Linked DNA regions of Mus musculus: all the other regions are linked to region 1. The links are chromatin contacts, called in public Hi-C and promoter capture Hi-C maps. All regions are on one chromosome and are shown on one strand. The core of a region is the stretch at or near the end of the contact, and the rest is flanking DNA. Distances in the headings are between cores, read along the strand shown.

Region 1 (3,122 bases), core at 297-2,796:
TAACTTACCTTAAACACTCCAAGAGAATTGGCCTAGAATATTGAAATAAAAATTCAAATAAAACTTCAGCACTAGTCTGTGAGCTTGTGTAAGACAGTAACAAAGTTGCCTTCTTCATATTCAAACTGTCTTCAGCATTTTGGGATGCTGCATGACACCAAATAATACATGTTCATAAAATTGCTGCATATACCACACATAGTAACTCAACATCAAAATATTTTTCTTTAATATTCAAACAGGTGATACCTTTACAATAAACCAAAATATTTTAAGAAATGTATAGGTTCACTAGTAAGTAATTAGGTAGAAAATAAATTTCTAAATTTATATGGTTATATGTTTTCATATAACAATATATTTTGATAAATTTTCATGAATCAAAACAAAAAAGGCTTTCTTCCATAGTATAGTGAACAAAAAATTTTAATTTGAGATGAACCTTTGTTCTTTTTTTTTTTTTTTTTTTTTGAACAGGTTCTTAGGTAACACAGGCTGCACTCAAACTCATATAGCTTAAGATGACTTTGGAATACTGATCTTTCTGCCTCCACCTCTCAAATGCTAGTATGGATGGCATGCATCACTGTACCCAGTATAATTAGCTTATTTTTAATTGTCAAATAATTGTTTATATTTGGGGTAGTAAAATGTGATGTTTTAATCACTGTAAACACTGTAGAAAACGTCAATAAAGCCGTATCATCTCACCAGTTTATTTTGTAGTAAGGACCATAAATCCACTCTTTAAGTTAAAACATTTAAAAAACATAAAATCTAGTAGTAATTCTTGACAAAAGTTATACTTTCCAAAGGATCTATAACTCCCCTGCCTGCACTGTTATGTGATACATCTTGGGCAGTATATAGTTTCTCTCACATCATGGGCTGCGACGACAGTTAACTATTGAGAAAAGTTGCAGTTCTTATGATGGCTCAGCTCCAGCAATAAATCCACCATTACTCTTGGGAAATGGGACACACCCCAGCTATCTCTTTCTTATGGACTTTGCCCCTTGGCCATCTGGATCATATGTAGGGATCTCAATTAGGGATCTTATAGCAAGTGAATAAGACAGATCTATTCCTACAGACTAAAGATGCTAAAAGTGCCAAAACCCTAAGGCGGTATATTTTAGACTTGGCTGAAACGACTAAGTAATATACAATCCCAAAATGCCCACAGAACTCTCTCAGGATGAACGGAAGAGACTCAAAATCATCCCTCTCAAAATGCTTCTTTTGAACTGCAGTTAGCAGAATCAGTAAATAAACGTCTAAGGAAACTGCACCGAAGTCGGGCGTGCCTCGGAGTTTTGGCAGACAGCTGCTCCTGCGCAGGTCCCAGACTCCACCCCACCGCAGGCTAGACACCGCCCTTATTCCCACTACTTCCGGCCTCTCCTAAACGCCCTCAACACGCTTGCGCCATTTTGACAGGCTGCTCCCGCATTAGTAATCATAAGATTGCCTCTCTGGGACCGCCCCCCGCCACCTCTCCGCCCCGCCCACGCTTTACCGGCCGGCCGCGAAATCTCGCGAGGTTAGGTGCGCGTCGGTATTTTGCGGGCTAGTAGCTTTCCCTGCAACTGTAATTGCCGCTGCGGGAGAAATTGGAGCTGCTGTCGCTGGCACGCCCGCTGCCTGCTCTCCGGGACGGAGAAGCGCCACAGCCTCTTCTCTAGCGCTCTCCATACACCTAGCGCCCGGGTCGCCGGCCACTGTCCCAGACCCACTGCAGCCACCTCAGGCAGTCGCTCTGCAGGTCATCCCCTTAGCCCAGCAACTGAGGGTGGTCCCCGGTCCCGGGTTGACTTCTCACTCCACGTCATCTGTGCCCTCCTCAGTGTCGCCCGGGGACCCACCTCTCCACACTCTTAACTGACGAGGAGGAGACGCTCAGAATCACCCTTTCTCTAGGCGGAGCCGGCCCCCTCACCCGCGGGTGTGTCCTATAAATGGCGTCGGAAAGCGACACCGAAGAATTCTATGATGCCCCTGAAGATGTGCACCTGGGGACCGGCTATCCTGTAGGGTAAGTACCAGAAGCTCGGGCCCAGAGCTCGGGCATCCTAGTCTCCTGCTTCTCCCGCATCTCCCTCTACTCCCTTCCCCAGTCCGTCTGTGTCCGTCACCGCTGTTCCTCTTAGTCTCACTTGGACACCTCAGAACCCAGACCTGGGACTTCTTAGGGCAGGATGAGTTGGAAGAGGGAGAGGGAATCCTCCTTCACCCTTTTCCCTAGTGAGCGGTTTGGGGACTCTTTCGGACCCCTTTCTTGTCTTAGCCAGCCCTTGAGCGGATGGCATTTGTGCCTCAGAGGCAGCGATTTGTATTTGCGGGGTTCAAAGCTTACCTTTCCAACATCTGTTTTGGCCCTCGGGGACCAAAAGGAGCGGTAGCAGGACAAATTGAACTTCCCCGGCTTCTCTCTCTCTCTCTCTCTCTCTCTCTCTCTCTCTCTCTCTCTCTCTCTCCTATTCATTTCCAAAGTGACTGTAACTCGACCCTATTTGCCACTCACCTTTTCTTTTACATAAAAAAAGAAGCGGGGGGGGGGGGGGGGAAGGCAGGTATTTATTTAAGGAGGTTCTCCAGCCTGCGCATGAGTTCAACATCAGCTGTGTTTTACTGAAATAGCACTTTACTGTGTGCCAGAGGAAATTGTAGACAAGATCCTTAGCATTAGGGAGAATGCTGTGGTCTGAAAGGGCAGCCGGACATAAATGTACACAGCCGAGTACAGATCTACAAACAAGTGCTGAGTAATAAGGTCCTTGGAAGGAGAGCCTAGCTTGCTGCCCTTTCTCTCATTTTGCAAGATGTTTTACTGGTGATTAATATGGCTAGCTCTGAGTAGGAAGTTCACTAGTAGGAAAGCGTCGCTGACCAGGATTTGGACTTAACTTATTTTACTCCCCTTCACGTTTCAGAGTGGAAACACAGTTTACAATTATTTCACAAACTCTTCTCCTGATGTGTCTGTAACTAGAAGCACTGAAATGTAGTCTCCAACTATAAGAATTTGAAAATTAAATGATAAAATGGGTGTGTTCGTGTATGATGCTCAGAGTTGAACTCTTAGTTTTTAGAGTTACCCCGTGGATAGAAATAAAGTGACA
Region 2 (3,122 bases), core at 384-2,883, 3.4 Mb before region 1:
CCTGCTTTCCATTCTCTGTCAGAGATCCCTGAATAGAAATTGAGTGGAGTATATACTGTGATGAAGTAACATGCTCTAGCTTGTGAAACAGTCCATCAGAGTCTCAGTCAGTCTCTCTCTCCCTCTCTCCCTCTCTCTCCCTCCCTCCCTTCCTCCCTGGCTCCCTCCTTCTCTCTCCACTATAGGATGCTGCTTTGAGGGAGTTAACATCTCTGAATTAAATTAAAAAGAATGCTTGGCTCTAGTTTGGAGTCCATTGGGGGTGGAGGTGACAGGAGGCACACAGAGAGAAAACAGGATGACTCAGATTGTGGCTGTTATTATCCATGTCCTAGCCTTGCCCATGTAATATGCTGTATACTACTAAATCACTAAATCCAGAAAGGATAGTGGGATCAGCCCATCCTTAACAAAAGAGGACTGACTCCAAGATTAAAACCATCACTTTTCTCTCCACGAACTCAGAAATGTATGTTATATTTTAGGGTTATAAGAGCTACCCTTGACTTGCAAAAGGCATAACTTCCCAATGAGACATAAGGGTACCTGTCTCTAGTTAGGCCTGACATTGTGGTGTCATCAGTCTGGGTCCTAAACCACGCTCATCTTTCTCTGTATTCCTCATTGCACTTTATTAACAAGAAATGAAAGAACACAAACATCAGAAGTGGGCACCAACCTGCGATGACCACCATGAGCAACCCAAGTCAAGATTTACATTCAGCCCTCTTTCTCACGCTCTGTGGCCTGTCCCCTGGGGTGGCACAGCTCCCTGGGAAATCCCCCAATACCTTTTGCAGATCTAAACTGGGGCGGGGAGTGGGGAATCAATGCTGATGGAGAGCAGCACAACCGAGATAAAATGAAGCAAAGGGATCAAGGAGCCACCTCTGTATCTTTCATCTTAGTTCCTAGTAAAGAAACGTCGAAACGGGAACACCCCCCCCCCCACACACACACACACACACACACACACAAAATGCTTTTTAACCGTTGCAGAAAGCCAGAAAAATGCAGACAGTTGACCTTGGAAACCCACAGCGTCTCAGCGGGAAACGCAAATGAAGAAACTCATTTGGAAGTGAAGCAGGAGCACTGCGCGGCACCGGGAGGAGTACGGCCAGCTGCCCTAGGGACCTGGGCCGTGGCAGTAGCAGGGGACTCACCATAAATCATGGCCAGCCCGGTCTCATGAAGGAAACGCACCCGGCGGTGCTTGAAAAGCCAGATGGTGAGGATGGTGAGGGTGAGCAGCAGGATGAAGGTGAGCAGGCTCACGCTGTCCTGCCGGTGGCTCTCCTCCGCCTCCTTCTCGGTGGCAAGCTCCTCCATGGCGCTGCTGTCCTCAGCCGCCGCCCCAGAGGAGGCCGCGGCCCCAGCCCGCAGCCCCCGACCCAGCAGCACAGGCAACAGTGGCAGCAGCAGCAGCCGCGGCGACAGCCCCCGAAAAGCTCTCCCGGGACCCGGGCGCGCCGCGTCACTAGGCTCCATGACTCCGGGTCGCCCGTGCCTCTTCCACGCGGGGACCAGCTCGCGCCGTCGGCAGCTTCCAGCGGTGCCGCGGACTTACCCCGGTGGCCACAGCCGCAGCTCCTCCTCCCGCTGCTCGCGCCTGGCCAGGGCTGCGCCAAGCTGCGGGGGAGGGGCACGCGCAGTGCGCAGGATCCCCAAGCGCCACCCCCCGCCCGCGCACCTGTTCATCCCCCGCCTAGAGGAGCAGCAAGGCCACCAGGCTGGCTGTCCGGGCGGGGCGAGCTCTATCCTCCCTCTGCCAGGAGGGCGGCTAGCCCTTCCACTGCGCCACCGAGCTGCTGGCCGTGTCCAAGCGTACCTGGTCAGACTGTCTGGGGTCGGCAAGCCAGTTCCTGAGTTGTAGCTACCACGTCACCTAAAAGAGATGGCAGAGGTCATTCGCTCCTGGCAAGGGACATCAACTTGGATCAATTCATTGCTAGGTCTCCAGACCTGTCCTTAGCGCCACGCTCAGAGTTTGAAGTCACAGGGGTCTGTGGCCTCTCTGAGCCCAGTAAAGTGGGGGTACCCAGGAGTTACAAAGTCATGTCACTGTCTATACACACGGACGCGCGCGCACACACACACACACACATACACACCACCTACTTCAATTTTTCTCACCTTTCGGGCTGTATCCAGAGTTTCAGAACTCCCCAGAGTCTTTTAGGCATTATTCAAATAAACTGTGTTCAAGTCAGCTTCAGGGTTGTAAGGGCAATTCGTGAGAGCCATGAAATAAATACCTCCAGCATCTAGATTGCAACTAATCCCCTTGGGGAAAGAGGGTTGAATTAGAGAGAACTAAAGACTCTTGCCATTTTGTGTAGAAGAGCTGCAGATGGTGTACCAAGGGTACCCTTTTAATGCTGTCTTCCTGTTAACTTTGAAAACAAGGGGGGGGGGGCTTTAGTTAAGCTTTTAGGATCAAGCCCAGCTCCGAATTAGGACAAGGTCTTCAGAAGACAAAAGCTTTTGGAAGAAATTCTAATAACTAGAATAGTTATTCTCTAGACTAACTAGAGCAACCACCTTGTTTCTCAAGTCAAGGAAGAAAAGAAAGCTTAATATGATCAGTCACCTCCTGATGTTGAGCATTCTATTTGCTGAATCTCTCTCTGAGATCCCTACCAACTGCCCATGCTTTTTTGGCCAGAGGAGTTTTTACAGTCAGGAGAATTCACTGAAGGACACAGGGAAACTCTTCAGAACATACCTACATCCTCTCTAGGTGAACATTTAGACAAAACTGCATAGTACCTTCTTCACACCATGGAATCTCTTCATCTTGATTTTAGCCAGGATCTTTTGCTACTCCTCCACAAATATATGAGACACTGCAAACAAGAACCACCTCACTGTGCATAGTTCATGCCTCAAACTGAGATAATGAAATATTTGGACCTATTTTAATTGACCATGCTATTTGAAAATGGTTTCTTCTAACAGCAGACAACCAGAAGACTAATTCTCACATAAAGTAGTTGACTTGGGAAGAGCATGAAAAGTCTCACCCACCTATTCATAAATATATACCGAAGAAAACACACTGTTATCCACACATAGTTATATTTGCAAACTATCTTATGCAACCCAAAGGTTCTGATTCC
Region 3 (3,122 bases), core at 359-2,858, 3.1 Mb before region 1:
TATCCTGGCCTTGCATGACCTGGTCTCTAATCCGCCCTCCAATCTCTAACCAATCTCTTATCCCTGATTAAAATCCTTTCTCTACTTTTAGGATACGTGAAATTCCTTCCCACCACAGGGCTGTGACATTTGCTGCTCTCGAGGCCTAGAAAGCTCTTCTTCCAAATCTAATCACCACTGAATTCATCACCATCTCCCCATCCAAGATTTTGACTTTCTTTCCAAATGAATAATTGGCCTCACGTACTTGTTTGGGAGTGCTCACCCTGTCTGTTAAGTTTCATCCTTGGAAAGTGCTATTTATAAAGATTAAAAAAATGTTTGGATATTGGCAATTTCCTATGGGTCCACTTATTCTATAGGACCCTATAATAATTTAAGATCTTCAATCAGATGTTAATGTTGAATATACTAGGCCTTTTCAAAAACACAAACCTCACAATATCCTCAGTAGAGTGGAAATGGCAATAATAAACACCTTCTAATTTGGAGTACTTCTGAAGTAAGTGGTAAGAGCTGCAGTGACCATTCTGACTCATATGAAGCAGGTGTGTTTTTCTTAGCTTTCCTAGTACTTTTCTCACTTTACAAAGAAACCGAGGCACCAAGAGATTAAATTACTTGTCCAAGGTCATACAAGTGAATAATTTTCAACCCAAGATGTCTGACTCCAGAATCTCTGCTCTCCATAAAGCACAGGAATTCAGTCCTGAATGCAAATAATCAGCTCCATGACCTACTCAAGCTGTGATCTTGGGCTAGCAACTTGTGTTTTAGTATCCTCATCTATGTCACTGTAACAGTTACAGTGCCTACTTCAGTAACAGTTATAGTGCCTACTTCAAAATCACGCTACTTTAGAATTGAGATGAGTAAATAGATACAAAGTGTCTAGCACAGCCTGGCATTATGCACGTGTTACCTTAGAGTTTAGTATTACCCTAATTATAAAGTTTCTAACATGCTTTGGGTGCTGCCCTCTTTCAGTGTGATTTCTGACTGCAAATAAGGCAACGAAAGAGAAAAACAAGCTAGGCAAAATTTCTGAATATTCGAAGATTTTGTCCACTGCTCAAATCTCGGGCCGGAGAATGTCCGCTTTGACACTGGTTTCCCTGGTCCAGATTGGCCCCTACAGCGTCCCGTTTTCCCCCCTCCCTCTCACCTTCGCGTAGACGTTTTCGTCCTCGGGTTCTGGGTCCTCCTGCCACTGCATGGTCGGTTCTCGTTGCCGCTTTTTCTCCACACCGGATGGGGCGATTACAGCCCTGGAGGACTCCCAGCGAACGCGAGCAGCCGGGAGCCCTCTCATCGCCCCCGCTGCTGACAGGCAGCGACCATACAAGCTTAACAGTCGGGCCGCCATGACAGCTTGTACTGCGGAGTCCTGGGGGGCGGGGGGGGGGAGGGAGACGGAAATACAATGTGCGCAGCTGCGGTTGATCCCAGCGCGATTTTTGTCGCTCCGCCCTTACCTTGCTAAATAGATCCCCGGCCTAAGTTTGTTTACGAGTTCGGCGAGGTGCGGACTCTATTTTGCCTCCCACGCCGTGTCGCTACCGAATCAACGTTATCATTTCTGTTAGTCTGGGAGAGAGTTGTTTTTGAGAGGTCTGTTCATTTTCTTCGTAAGAAGAAAGCGGTGACATCTAGATGGCCCTGTAGGGAAAGAGGTGGAGCTTCTAGTTGTCTTTCAACTTCAAAGGACAGCAAGCTTCTAAAGAGCGGGCCTCTTAGGGGTAGCCAATAGCTACTCTTTTTTCTGGACTCCTGGGCCGTTCTCACAGGGAATGGGGAGGTAGCATATGCTTGCCAATCAGAGAATGCCAGGGCCAGCCAATGGTGACCGGCAACCAATCGTCAAGGCCGGCCAGAGCGCGCTCCCTTAGTAGGTGGATGGTGGTCGGATCGCCGGCTCTCTTCTCGTCGCCATTTTGTGTTGGTGACTGTGGCCGGCTAGGAGGAGGTGGCACCGAGTTTCCTTGGGAGGGCAACGCGTCGGTCGCGTCTCCCCTCCCCCTTTCCTCCTTTTTGCTCCCAGTCTTGGACTTGGTAGTTGCATGCATTGGCTCCCATTTGAACTAACAGTTCTGAAGGAGGTGGTGGCGGGCGGAGGTGATGCCTGGGAGCCCTCCCTTGACAGCCCGGGCCGAGAAGGTGAGCGCCGTTGCGGGTCGTGGGATCGGAGGTAAAGGAGCTGGGCGCGTGGGAGGGGGAGAGGGCCGGTGTGCATAGAAGAGGCGCGGGGACGGACTGTACCCTCGGAGTTCGCACAGAGCTGAGGGATGCCTGCACAGCCTGCACCTGAAGAGGGGGTATGGTCCCCCACCCCAGCTTTTTTCTTATGAAAGCAAAAGCGCGTGCGCGATTGGGACGCGGGATGGGTGCACGCGGGTTGGGGGAAGGGAGAGACAGATGGGAGTGGGGTACTGTGACTTACTGTATTTGCCCACCGAACTTTTTATCTTTTGAAACGCGCGTGTTTGCGACTTTGCGGGGGGTGTTCTTAGAGGAGGGTTGTGCTGACTGCCCTTGTTACTTAACTATCCACGGGGAAATACTCTGGCTGCGGCCTCTATTCATTTATGTGGTGGGAATGAGGGTGACAAGCGCGGAGAAAGAAAGTGAATATGGTTTTTATCCTTGGGGTCTGTATCTGACCTCTGATCCTTATCAGGAAGCAGGCTTGTTACTGATCGACCCCAACTTAGTTAGTTTGGGGAGGGGGTGCAGAGAATATATATATCCGGCGTTTCTTCTTTTGGGAGTTGTATCTGTAACAGTGAGGTCTATATATTCAAAGGGAAATCCGTTTAATTGTGTCTCTTATAGGTATCCTGTGATCCTGGCCCTTGGCTATTTTGGGGGCTTGTCTGTAACTTTGTTTCTTTTCTGTGCTGTGTATGCAACAAAATTAGACTCATTCTTTTGCCATTGAGCATTTTGTGTCAGGTTCTCATCCACTGGGGTTCCTGCCTGTGATTCTTTTCCCCATCTGGGGGAAGTTAACTGATCCTTGAGTTGGAAGAGAAAATAGGTACTTAAGAGAAAAGGTGTTGTGGCAACCTACCGTTGGGCAAGTACTATACCCGCCTAGCTTTACTTGGTTCCTGTACAAATGG
Region 4 (3,122 bases), core at 343-2,842, 3.0 Mb before region 1:
CAAGATGAGACTGGGCTGCAAAAGACTGTCTGAAAACAGAACAACAAAATGTTGACCAGGTCTGGGTATTATTAGCTCAGCATGGAAGCACACACAAGGCTGGGAATAGACTTTAACAATGCAAATAAACATCAAATTTTAAAAGCCCCCCTTTCAAAAGGCATAAAGCCAAGTGGGGATTTGGAATAATGGAACTGCACCAGAAAGAAATAAGTGTAGATATGGGGCAAGTGAATTCCAGGCACAACAACAGCGAGTATGAAGTCTCAGAGACACAAATGCCTGCTATATTCAAGAACTAGGATATTCTCCTGTTGTGAGAGGAAAGGAGATTAAGTCTGTTAAATGATAGACCCGATGTCTATCCTAGCAAGGACGACTTTCATGGCTGAAGAAGTACTTGCCAATCAATGGCCCTTGCTTGAAAATCGTGACTGGGAAAGAAGGCCAACCAAAGGAAGCCCAGAAGAGGCAAGGAAATTCCTGGGGCCAGTGTAAGAAGTCTCAGGAAGTCTGCAGAACTGTTTGGGATAGATACGGGAAATCGTGTCATTTTCTACAGAGAAGAATGAGAGGTATGCCTGGCAATGTTGGCCGTGTAACAGAACCTAGTTAAGTAAGACTGTAGAGGACAAGATGAGGTAATTGAAAGGTGTAAAGAAAGCCTAATTAGAGGAGCTTGTACGCGAATATTAGAGTGAGGCAGCAAGAAGCTCCGCCCAAGCCAAAGTTCCAAACCTGCGCCTTAGTGGAGTCTGCCCCCTCTAAAAAGGCCTTTCCTTCTCAGCCTAGGTTTCACCACACCAAGAAGCTGCAGGAGAATGTGGGAATGGTTAAAGGAGGGAACCGGCTGACTGAGTGGCCTTTGGACCAATTATCTTACGGGATATTCAGCGATCTCCTGAGAAGCGCTCAGAACAAAAAGGCGAGCCCGAAAACCAATAAAAAACCGTACAGAGGAGGAGGCAAGCTGAAGAGAAAGCTAGATCATGCTTCTTCAGCTTTGCCACGCCCTTCATTCTTGCTCAGCCCTGACGCAGGGAGCAAATTTGATTGGCTGAGCGTCAGCTTTTTCAAAAGGGTGGGGCCACATACGTTTCACAGTGGGTAACAAACTAGTGGTAGAGGGTGGGTGGCAGGGCGGGGCTAGATTGTCCTAGCTAAGGTGGTAATCCAGGCCACCTCTCCTAGAAAGTCATTTCCAGCCTTTAAATTCTTGCCTCCCGAGGCACCACAAAGGACTGGAACTGCTTCGCTCACCTGTTCTTTTTCTCCTTGCAAAAGTCCCGTTTACCACCATGGGGATGTACCAAATGAGACTGTAGGGAAAGAAGGTGGTGACTGGCACGCCTGGCTACTGGCTGCTGCTCACCTCGATGCTAGTAAATTTCTAGCAAGATCAAAACTATTAACCCCTCTCTAAATCCCCCTGGCGCCGTTCCAGGGCCAACGCCACATTCCCTGCTGGGCACGCAATGGCCGCACCCCCTCCCGCTGCAGAAGGCTCTTTTGGTACACGCAGTCCGAGGTGAGTCTCCTCCTTCCTGCTTCACACCCCACCCCCAGCGTGTGCGTGCGCATGCGCGGAGCGCGGCGCGCGCGGCTGTTGGGCCGCTGGCTGGGGGGCTCTGGGATATGCTGCGTCTCCGCTAGCTGTCTGCTGTGAGTCACGAGCCGCCGTGAACACCCGGATTCCAGCGGGCGCTTGCGAGCACGGGGGCATCGCCCGCAGTGGCCAAGCTCATGGCCGGCTGAGCGGGACGCCGCCGCCGCCTCAGCCGCCGCCGCCGCCGCCGCCTCTTCCTCCTCAGCCGGCGGCGGCCCGGGCCCAGCAGCCATGGCCGAAGACTACTGGGACGGGCGCCTGCGGCGAACTGGAGGAAAAGGAGGTCGCGCGGCCTCATCCCGGGCCGCCGCCCCAGGCGCCACCGCGCCGGCCCCGCGGCTCTGAGGTTACTCGCGCGCCCCCTCCGGTGAGCGTGTCCTCGATACTTAGGGTGGGGGCTGCTCTTCCTAGAGAGCCAGCCGGACCCTAGGCAGTGCTGGAACAAGACCAAGGGGTTCTGGGCAGCTTGTCTGTCAGGTGCCCCCTCCCCCTCGAGTTTCCCAGAATGCACTGGGGGGTCATTTGGGGCCTCCCTGACCTTGGCCCCGCCCTGGGCCCCTGTCCTGGGAGCTGAGGATGGGAAGTGCTGTGGATGCTAAGTGGGAGAAGGGTGATTAAAGGACTAGCGTTATGGGAATGGATTGATACAGTGAGATTCTCGGAGTTGCTAAAGGGCTAGGAACATGTAATAAAAAGCCTTACGACTTCAGGCCCAGTGTGCTTATGGAAAGGGGTTGCAGGACCATGAGGGACGTGATGGGGTATAACAGGGTTTGAAGTAAAGACAGTTCCAAAACATTCTAGTGGAAGTTGGAGCTACAGAGAGGCCCAGTGTAAATGGAGAAAGGGTGGTAGAGGTACTACCAGAAGGTGTGCTGATAGACGCATAGTTCCGAGTGTGTGGTGATGAGGGTCAGGATAGTGTTAATACTGTGTTTATCCACGGAGTTGAGGGTGGCAGCTTCTCTGGGTCCAGGGTGTGCTCATAGAGGAGGTAATGGAGGGTCCTGGAGATGAGGGTATGTAGATGTAATAAAGGTAGGGTGAGATCAGTATATGCCAGTGAAGGCAGAGCTTTTGAAGGACCTGAGAGTGTGTGTAATGGGAGAGGATGGGGAAAGGCCTGTACTACTGGGTTTTAGGTGTGTGCGTACATGTGTACGGGAGATTGTCAGTAAAGGAAGTATAAAGAGCTTTGCACACTAAGGGTCAAGATGAGGTGTGAGTGGATGTCCATAAAGGCTTCCAGAAAGCGTGGGGGCAATACTATATATGAAGTTCTAGAGCACTGGTTCTCAACTTAGAGGTCGAATGTCAAATATCCTGCATATCAGACATTTACATGATAATTCATCACAGCAAAAGTACAGTTATGAAGTAGCAACAAAAAGAACTTTATGGTTGGGGGACACCACAACATGAGGAACTGTAGTAAAGGGTCACAGCATTGGGAAGGTTGAGAACCACTGTTGTAAAGGCTGCTGCTGTGGGGTTAGATAGATACAGACACTTAAAT

The links. Promoter capture Hi-C pulls out the DNA fragments that hold promoters and counts their contacts. A called contact is a pair of places that touch in the nucleus more often than the background predicts.
Region 2: a promoter capture Hi-C map of pre-B cells shows a contact between it and region 1. The contact joins the promoter of Slc9a7 here to the promoter of Wdr44 in region 1. A contact is called at or near these places in 2 of 39 promoter capture datasets (maxillary cranial neural crest and pre-B cells).
Region 3: a Hi-C map of uterus shows a contact between it and region 1, with 13 times the contacts expected there. The contact joins the promoter of Rbm10 here to the promoter of Wdr44 in region 1. A contact is called at or near these places in 2 of 39 promoter capture datasets (the HPC-7 cell line and pre-B cells) and 1 of 484 Hi-C or Micro-C datasets (uterus).
Region 4: a promoter capture Hi-C map of erythroid cells shows a contact between it and region 1, with 13 times the contacts expected there. The contact joins the promoter of Cdk16 here to the promoter of Wdr44 in region 1. A contact is called at or near these places in 2 of 39 promoter capture datasets (erythroid cells and pre-B cells).

Annotation. Positions count from the first base shown.
Region 1 is chrX:23,691,505-23,694,626 of GRCm38.p6, forward strand. Wdr44 (WD repeat domain 44) reads left to right here and starts at 1,547. Exons shown (of 21, transcript NM_001305675.1): 1 at 1,547-1,765; 2 at 1,921-2,035. The coding sequence starts at 1,959.
Region 2 is chrX:20,290,194-20,293,315 of GRCm38.p6, forward strand. It overlaps Slc9a7 (solute carrier family 9 (sodium/hydrogen exchanger), member 7), which reads right to left and starts at 1,634. Exons shown (of 17, transcript NM_177353.4): 1 at 1,167-1,634. The coding sequence starts at 1,491.
Region 3 is chrX:20,615,895-20,619,016 of GRCm38.p6, forward strand. It overlaps Rbm10 (RNA binding motif protein 10), which reads left to right and starts at 1,609. Exons shown (of 24, transcript NM_145627.3): 1 at 1,609-2,157. Ndufb11 (NADH:ubiquinone oxidoreductase subunit B11) reads right to left here and starts at 1,725. Exons shown (of 3, transcript NM_019435.5): 1 at 1,166-1,725. The coding sequence starts at 1,366.
Region 4 is chrX:20,686,834-20,689,955 of GRCm38.p6, forward strand. It overlaps Cdk16 (cyclin-dependent kinase 16), which reads left to right and starts at 1,593. Exons shown (of 16, transcript NM_011049.5): 1 at 1,593-1,973.